2 separate regions of the Hordeum vulgare genome follow, and region 2 is linked to region 1. A link is a contact called in public Hi-C data. All regions are on one chromosome and are shown on one strand. Each heading gives the region's core, a stretch centred on a gene start, on an enhancer-like site or on the middle of the called end of the contact. The rest is flanking DNA. Distances are from core to core; before and after follow the strand shown.

Region 1 (4,046 bases), core at 961-3,460:
AGCTTATATAACTTCTTCCAAAATTATAATAGATTTATCTAATCACTAGTTCACTACATAGTTTTATCTATATTATTACTCCCTCTGTAAACTAATATAAAAGCATTTGGATCACTACTTTAATGATCTAAACACTCTTATATTAGTTTACAGGGGGAGTACTTGGTTACATCCATATCTTCATTTTCTGAAAAATAGGAAATGATGGAAACACAATTGGAATGCAGTGGTTCCCATCAATGCAGATGAACTTAAACATATTTTTGACCTTCAGTAGCAAAGAGGAAAGATTCGAATTCCATGTTCTAGAACTAATTCCTTTACTGGATAAGTCATTAGAAAAATAGAAAGTCGAAGCATCACTATTACAATAAACAATAGAAAACAGAAATTAACTGCAAAAAAAAAGGCGGCAGCCTAAAGCTGTCCACTGGTTTTTAACAATGAAATCAGAAGAAGGCATTGCAAGATAAAAGCATCAGCCATAATGGGCAAAAGTATATGAAAACTTTAGAAGGATACGTTGGCCAGCGTCTGCAAGTATAATACGCAACTCAGAGATTTTTGGTAGCTGTGAGTCACCATATGCTTCAGCATCCATATCACCACCTTCTTCATCGGAGTTAGCTTCGGCCTCAATCTATAAACAGTATAAGAGGGGTATCACACATTAGAGCTATAGCATTCCAACAAACGAGATTATTACTTAGCTATCTAATGAGCACTGACCACAAAGAGCAAAACCAGAACGGACCAAACAATCAGTATAAATGTAGTAACAAAGTTAGGTATTTACTAACACTAGCTTTATTTTGCAAACAGACCAAACTAGTTTTCTTTTTAAAACTTCAATCATCCACACCCTAGGGCTGATACAAGTCCTAAAACACTAGCAGCAGACTAACAAACGGGCTGCAAATGGCAAGTCAATGAGATATGACACAGGTCACTGCTAGCCACAGGTCACTGCTAGCTATCAAGAAAAGAGACACAGAGGCTGCATTTGGCGGCCCATGTGCATATACAGAGAGTATATCTTAATAAAGAACTGTGTAATATGGAGTTTAGTCCACTCCAACCACAGAAATATATGACCTTAGCTACGTTTTAAGCAACTCATTTGATGAACCACACGACTCAGGATATCTCATGTTTAACATCCCACCGAACCAAGTGACATTCCAAAGGCATAATGGTGCCAGACAATCCTTGATGTTACAGCTAGACCTATAACTGTAATCATAAGATATCAAAATATGCATGCTACATGTGACACAAATCATACACTAAATGACTTATCTGCCATATTAAATTTCCCACAACCCAAATCTCCTTGTTCATCCAAGCTACAAGGCACTAATATAAAAGAAACAGCAAAAAAAGCTTTATATGCTCAAATGAGCCCCCTGACATGCGTGTTGTGTGCCGAGAGGAACTAACAATATAAACCACCAAAACAAACTGCAGCAAATAATACCAACAGAACATGAGGACTAAATGACTTACAAAGGTCAGTCCAAGTACACCCCCAACTTCAAACAAGCCACAAATGTTAAAAAGTAAGGAAATACAAGTGATCGACTGTTTTCCAAATTAGTCACCAGCACCACAAAATTTCACAGGGCGGTTGTACCCTCAATCACCTGAGTGTAGAGGCACGGCGAGGGGTACGCCTCCGGGTCGCGTGACACTGCGTGGAGCGTGATGTCCAGGAAGTCCACCACGTATCCTTTGTCCTTCTCCGCCTCGCTGAGCCAAATCACCCTCCTGAGAACAGAAACGCAAACGGGCAGGAAAAGTAAGGCGCCGGAAGAGACGGCCTCGGTGCCGGTGCGGCAGGAGGGCGCGAAATCCATCAGCTCGCGCCCTCTACCTGGTGGTGATGAAGAGGGTTCCCGGGGGCTCCGGCGCGCGGCTGCCGAGGGCGACCGAGGCGGCGCGCTCCACGCAGACGAGCTCCTCTCCGGCGGCGTCGTCGAGGCGGGGCGCGCCGTCTGCCGCGACGTCGGTGAAGCGTTTGAGCCCTGGCGCCATGGGGGGCGGTGGTGGGGACGAAGCAGAGAGCTAGGGTTTCGGGCCTTGGACTTGGAGCGTGCGAGATTTGGGGATTTTCTTTTGAAAGGGTTTAGCGGTTGCTCGAGTGGAAAACAGCTTTGTATCCTGGCTGCGCCATACGCTGGTGAGCTGGTCACCGTCTCCTACGCATAGTTTTATGCGGCAGTAGCATGGCCCAAGCAGTCCGTTATAAAGGCCCGCAGAACGGACCAGAATGCTGTTCCCGAATTTTAGCTGCCGCTGCTGTCACCCAAAAAAAAGATAAACAAAGAAAAAAAAAGGCAGCTGCCAAGAAACCCTCAAAAGAATCACGTCAAAAACACTCAAAAGAAAGAAAACTACAGCCGCCAGGATGTTCCTTTAAAACAATGGTAAAGATTGTTCTTGCTTTATGGCTGCTCACTTGGGAGTTTCTAGTTTGGCTGCTCACTTGGGAGTTTCTAGTTTGGCTGCTCACTCAAGAAATAGGCATTAATAAGGGGAAAATGTTTAAAACCAACCGACTAATTTCTGGCTGCGGTAAACCGCTTCGTGACGCGTCCGATCGACTCGATGTGCGTTGCTCGCCTCGTGCGCAAGTCGCGTCAGCCACCGGCCACCAAACGTTATCTCTTCTCTTCCGCGAGCGTAAACCAACCATTTCTTCTTTTTCTCTCAGAAAAACATGAATACGTAATCCACTTTCTTGGTCTCTAACCTCTCGTCCCTCTCCTCGTGAAGCTTTGCTGCTCAAGTTTCTCAAAAATATACATGCAAAACCGACGGCCATGTTGGGATGCAACACATCACACGTTGTCATCAAACACTCGCGATGCTGCAGAGATGCTCCGACGATGAGACGGAGCAACTATCGACGGTTTCCGGTGCTGTGATGCAACATTCGGCGGTGTTGCCGGCGCTGCGACACGGCGCTCGTCGTTGGCCGCCGGGGCTACAATGCATCCCTCATCGGTGTTGTGCTGCTATGGGGCCCGTGGTGGTCGTCGGTGCTGCGATGTAGAGTTCGGCAATGCTATGATGTGGCGGTTGTCGGCTGTCGGTCATGTGACATAGCCCTCGCAAGCGCGACCGGAGCTGTTGGCGGTCCAACGATGCTCCACCGCAGCCACGGCGACACCCCGATGGTGTTGCATTAAAGCTCCACCACGGCATCAGGCGACCAAGCAATACTCCATCGCAGCAGCGGCGGTCACCGACGGTGTTTCATTGCAGCTCCACCTCAACATCGATCATGCTACAACCGGCCGACGGCAACCGTCGCACGCTCGATCTATGATGAAGTCCGCTGCAATGGAGCGGTTTATGTTTGTTGCAAAAGATACTGTGACGGGCGATGAGTATCTTGTGATGTGAGAGACGAACTGACGTCCTTGATTAAGCGTAACTAACGATAGATAAGGCGGCTAATAACTACAAGTTATCAGTCGGTTGATGGGTAGCATCAGCCTTAATAGGGATTGCAAAAGAAAGCCCTTAGTGTTTCCTCAAAAAGAAAAGGCCGGTGTTAGCATCTGCGCGTTGGGTCGGTCATCCCGCAGCCATCTGATTTAGTGGATCGCATCCGTTTGATAACTTCGTATTCCTTACACACGCGTACGAAAAGGGATTTCCTCCGCATCTCATTGATCGCACACGCTCTCCGATGGATGTCCTCGTCGCCGGTCCTCACCCTCGCCGCTCTTCCAAGCGCGGCTGGAAGTCACACTCGGAGGTCACACAAGGGGTTTATCCACGTTCAGGTCTTTGGAGAGTAATACCCTACGTCTTGCTGGTTTTGATGATTCATAATAGAGGGATACCTCGTGTGAGGGGTTATAATGGTGTATGAGGTTGCTACCGAGAGTTCTCCTACCTGAAGATAGACGATGAAGAGGGACCCTAGACCTCCCTTTATATAGGCATGAGAAGTATAGGGTTTACATGCCAAATGCGATATAGGGTGCCCCCGTCCTCCAGTCTTGGGTGTCAAGAAGGTCCTCTGTCCTCATAAG
Region 2 (4,046 bases), core at 990-3,489, 280 kb after region 1:
AAGCATCTCTGCTACACCTAGCTGTTGGACATGTCACCTTTTAGCTGGCCAACATTCAGCACTATACAGCATCGCAGGTCGGATCGCCATCCGATAGAACCTGCATCTTAGCTTTTGTGGCACTCTCTTATCACAGAGAATGCCATAAGCTTGGCGCCACTTTATCCATCCAGCTTTGGTTCGATGGTTCATATCTTCATCGATATCACCATCCTTCTGCAGAACTTCCTCCCCCTCGTGCCTAGTAGTAATGAAACAACATCTCATGTACTCAGTTTTAGTTCTACTACGCCTAAAAGCTTTAGATTCTAAAGTCTGTCTCCACAACTCTAATTTTCTATTAACCCCACCCGAATATAAATTTAATGGACCATTCCATGATTTTTTTGTTTTGACAACTGGGCCATTGCATGATGGGCTCACCCATCCTAGGACAAGGTGATACCTCAAATAAAACACCCCATCGATAGGCCAACAACAATGATTTGAACATAACAAGTGATGAAACAAAACATGCTACTGCTAAATTGGAATTGGTTAACAAAACAAATCACTCATTAGTTTCACAATGCCGAACCATCAACAATTCAGATATACTAGGCAAAAACACCAATGCAGTGATAAATAAGGAGAATGTACAGACAGCAAACCTTTATTAACATTCTGACCACCTGCACCCCCACTTCTTGCAAAACTAACAGTAACATGATCTGCACACATAAAGTGGGCTATTTCAGAACAGCTTGGCAACCCACGTAACGATTCGATACATAGTCATCAGGAATCAAACATTTAGAAATATCACTGGGATACAGAATACAGATCTAATACTGTTGACACTGGCACAGTTATGTGAGGGCTAAACTGTGCCATGGCCCGCTCAATCCAAAACATATGCATGAGTAATAGACTAGTTGATAAGCAAAAACAATGCCTATGTACGAGTGAAAAAAATGAAGCTTAGATTGGCCTGCCCTGGTTTTTTGTTGTAGCTCCGCTACTGACCGCTGACATAAATAGTTGTAATGTATGCTATATATATGATCGCAGTTTAGCGACTTCTTCAAACTATTTTCCTTATTCCAGTACATAGTCAAATACCTGAAACAAGTCGTGACAAGAATATGCATTTTACTTGCAACTTGCAAAAATCAGGCCAGATGCTCCATCACATCTTACATGAACTTACAGGTTAGATAAAGCAGTTTACTAACCAAAAGTTCACTATTGCCTCACATCTGTACCTAATATTTATTTCTTCTTTTTTGCTTCAAGCTATAAGGCAAGCAAGCCTAGCTACTTGTCAAGCTTAATTAACTTGCTTTCCACAGTACCGGTTTCTGCTTAATAAAAGCAGATTGGCAACAGAGCAACCAAATCAACTTCAAAGCTCGCATTCACCACACCGCCAGCTTAAAAATTCTAGGGCGCTATGTAAATGCCAGCAGAACGATGTCCTTAGCATGAAATGTATGCATGAGTAGCAGATACACATATACTTGAATGAGCAATCAGGAGGGCCAACTCCCTGGGGGCTAGATGGCTAGGTAGAATGGACTTATGGACCTACATCAGGTGCCCATTTCGTGCTCCATAAATTACATTTTTACTGCAGAGGAATTGTAATCCTCCCGAGCCTTTAGCAAATACGGTACCTCGTGATCCCCATCTTCTATGTTTCTAGTCATAAGCTACAAATTAAAAACTCTAATTCTTAATACGGAACTTTGCTAGGATTGAAACAGTTTTACTTACTACTCTATTTCTAGAGCATGCGGCCATCAATTCGGATTTGATGTACCAATGGGGGCAATTAGGGCGGTTGGAGTGCGTTACCCATGGTGATCTTGGGGGCGGGATCAGAGCCGGCTGAGGCTGCGCGTTCCTCGGCGTCGCGCATCACCTGCTGTGCCAGCGCTAGTCGCGCTGACACCTTCTTACCCCTGCCGTCGCCGGCCTCGGCCGCCGAGCATCGGAGGTGGACCAACCCGACCCTGCCAACGCTCAGGCCCAGGCCCAGGCCCGGGCTCGGGGAGGGGAACAGGGGTCCTCGGAAGAGGAGAGAAGGGACGTGACGGAAGCCGAGCCGTAGGAGGCGGGTGCTCCGCATGGCGGTCGCCATTAGCCTTTCTGTGGAGGGAGCCGAGTGTCGAGCGACGAGACGACCGGAATGGCCACGGTGGGCATACGGCAGCAAGGTGAAGAAGAAGAGGTAGAAATTCCTTTGGGCTTAAAGGGCTTCGGTGGTGATCTGCTCGCTCACGGGCAAATATTAGAGGTAGCAAGCACAGAGTAGTTTCTCCAACAAAAAAACAAAATCACCCCGGCTATATTTGGCGCGTTAAGCGCCGCGGAAGCGTACTCGCGCCCAGTGCAGCCACTAGTAGGACGGCCCATGAACGCGCAACGCAGTACACAGAATTATAGCGCGACAAAACCACCGAAAATATTCGCACTACGGGGAATAGGGCTCGCGCCGCACATCCCTGTAATTGCTTAGCTAACTACTCCCTTGGTTCTAAAATTCTTATCTTAGATTTATCTAGATATGAATGTGTCTACTCAAGTTTTAGTATTTAGACACATCAATATCTAAACAAACCTAAGACAATAATTTTAAAATGGAGGGATTACTACAGTGTCAGTCTGTCAAAACGCTACAGAAATATTGCAACTCGGGTTATTTTAGAACTAATGCAGCCGCGCTATATATTACTCAGTCATTTACTATGTCACTGAGAATTTTGAGTAATTATATATATTTTTTGGAAAAAGTTTTTTAATGAAAACAGTTTGTTGAATTTCAAAAAACTTATTTCAAAAAAAGTTCATCGATTTTGAAATAACTTAATCAATTTTGAAACAAAATTTAAAAAGGAATCATCGAATTTGCAAAAAAATCATCAACTTTGAATAAAAATCATCGAATTTAAAAAGCTCACCGATTTGGAAAAGTTCATCCATTTGAAAAAAAGTTCATTCAATTTAAAAAACGTTCATCAATTTTGAAACAAATTATCTGTAAAAAAGATCATTGAAATTGAAAAAACAGTTCATGCAATTCAAAAAAAACTTCATCAAAATTTTAAAAAGGTTCATCAAATTTTCAAAAAAAGTTCATCAATTTGAAGAATAGTTCATTGAACCATGAAAAAGAAAAAGTAGAAATGAAAAAGGAAACAATTGAAAAGAAAAAAGAAGAAGAAAAAAGTAAAAGGTTATAAGATACCAGGCCCGTTGGGTGGCCAGGTGGTTTGCATACACCCCTTCGCGCTGGGGCTGACTTTTTTTGTGTGTGTTAAAACTACAAAAAGAAACATGCATGGCGACAAATTCAAACTTTGGACCTCAATTGTCCCATAGCAGTGCACCAACCACTAGGACATCACACTGCTTGTGCATACTAACTTTGTTTTTCTTTTGTTTTATTCTTTCTCCAGTTAAAGACCCTCGTCTGGGGAGCTTCTTGAATGACAAGCGAGGCAAGAGCGACGGCAGGTGTTCTTCAATTGGGGATGGCACGTCATCAAAACCAGTTAGCACAGTCAAAGGCAATGCCGCCACAAATCATGTCCAAAACCATTGGGGGTGGAGATTTTTCTGGTTTGCCACAATTTAGGGGCCTAAGAAACTTGTTTTAAAGTTGAGAAGGTATTTGATGCCAATAGCCGAAATTGAGGGGAAATCTATACTTTTCTCAACAAAAGAAAGTTGTGGGCGACATCTAGCAGTCTTCCGCAAATAAAAGACATTTAGAGAGGTTTCGATTGCCCCTCTTCGTAGGCTCGTTATTTTTGTTATACTTGGTTTCTTCAAAAAATAATTATTTTGCTTCGTTTTTCATTGTTATCCATGTTTTTCATCGTTTTCTTTGCCGATTTTTTTGGTTTCCCCTTTTGTCCACACATGTCCGATTTTTTGCAGTACAAAATATATTTTTAGAATACATGTGAACTTTTTTATGATACACTTTGGATTTTTTTAAGTACATGATGTATATTTTAAAAAATACATTTTATGAATACAAAGTTACATTTTTTTCAAAC

What was found. A called contact is a pair of places that touch in the nucleus more often than the background predicts.
Region 2: a contact with region 1 is called in a Hi-C map of seedling, with 6 times the contacts expected there. The contact joins the promoter of LOC123449153 here to the promoter of LOC123449151 in region 1. A contact is called at or near these places in 5 of 6 Hi-C or Micro-C datasets (leaf and seedling) and 1 of 1 datasets of contacts at active chromatin or transcription factors (embryo).

Annotation. Positions count from the first base shown.
Region 1 is chr4H:500,533,173-500,537,218 of MorexV3_pseudomolecules_assembly, forward strand. LOC123449151 (chloride conductance regulatory protein ICln) reads right to left here and starts at 2,211. Exons shown (of 7, transcript XM_045126255.1): 1 at 1,874-2,211; 2 at 1,644-1,767; 3 at 523-640. The coding sequence starts at 2,034.
Region 2 is chr4H:500,816,360-500,820,405 of MorexV3_pseudomolecules_assembly, forward strand. It overlaps LOC123449153 (peptidyl-tRNA hydrolase ICT1, mitochondrial), which reads right to left and starts at 2,240. Exons shown (of 8, transcript XR_006631961.1): 1 at 1,837-2,240; 2 at 651-710.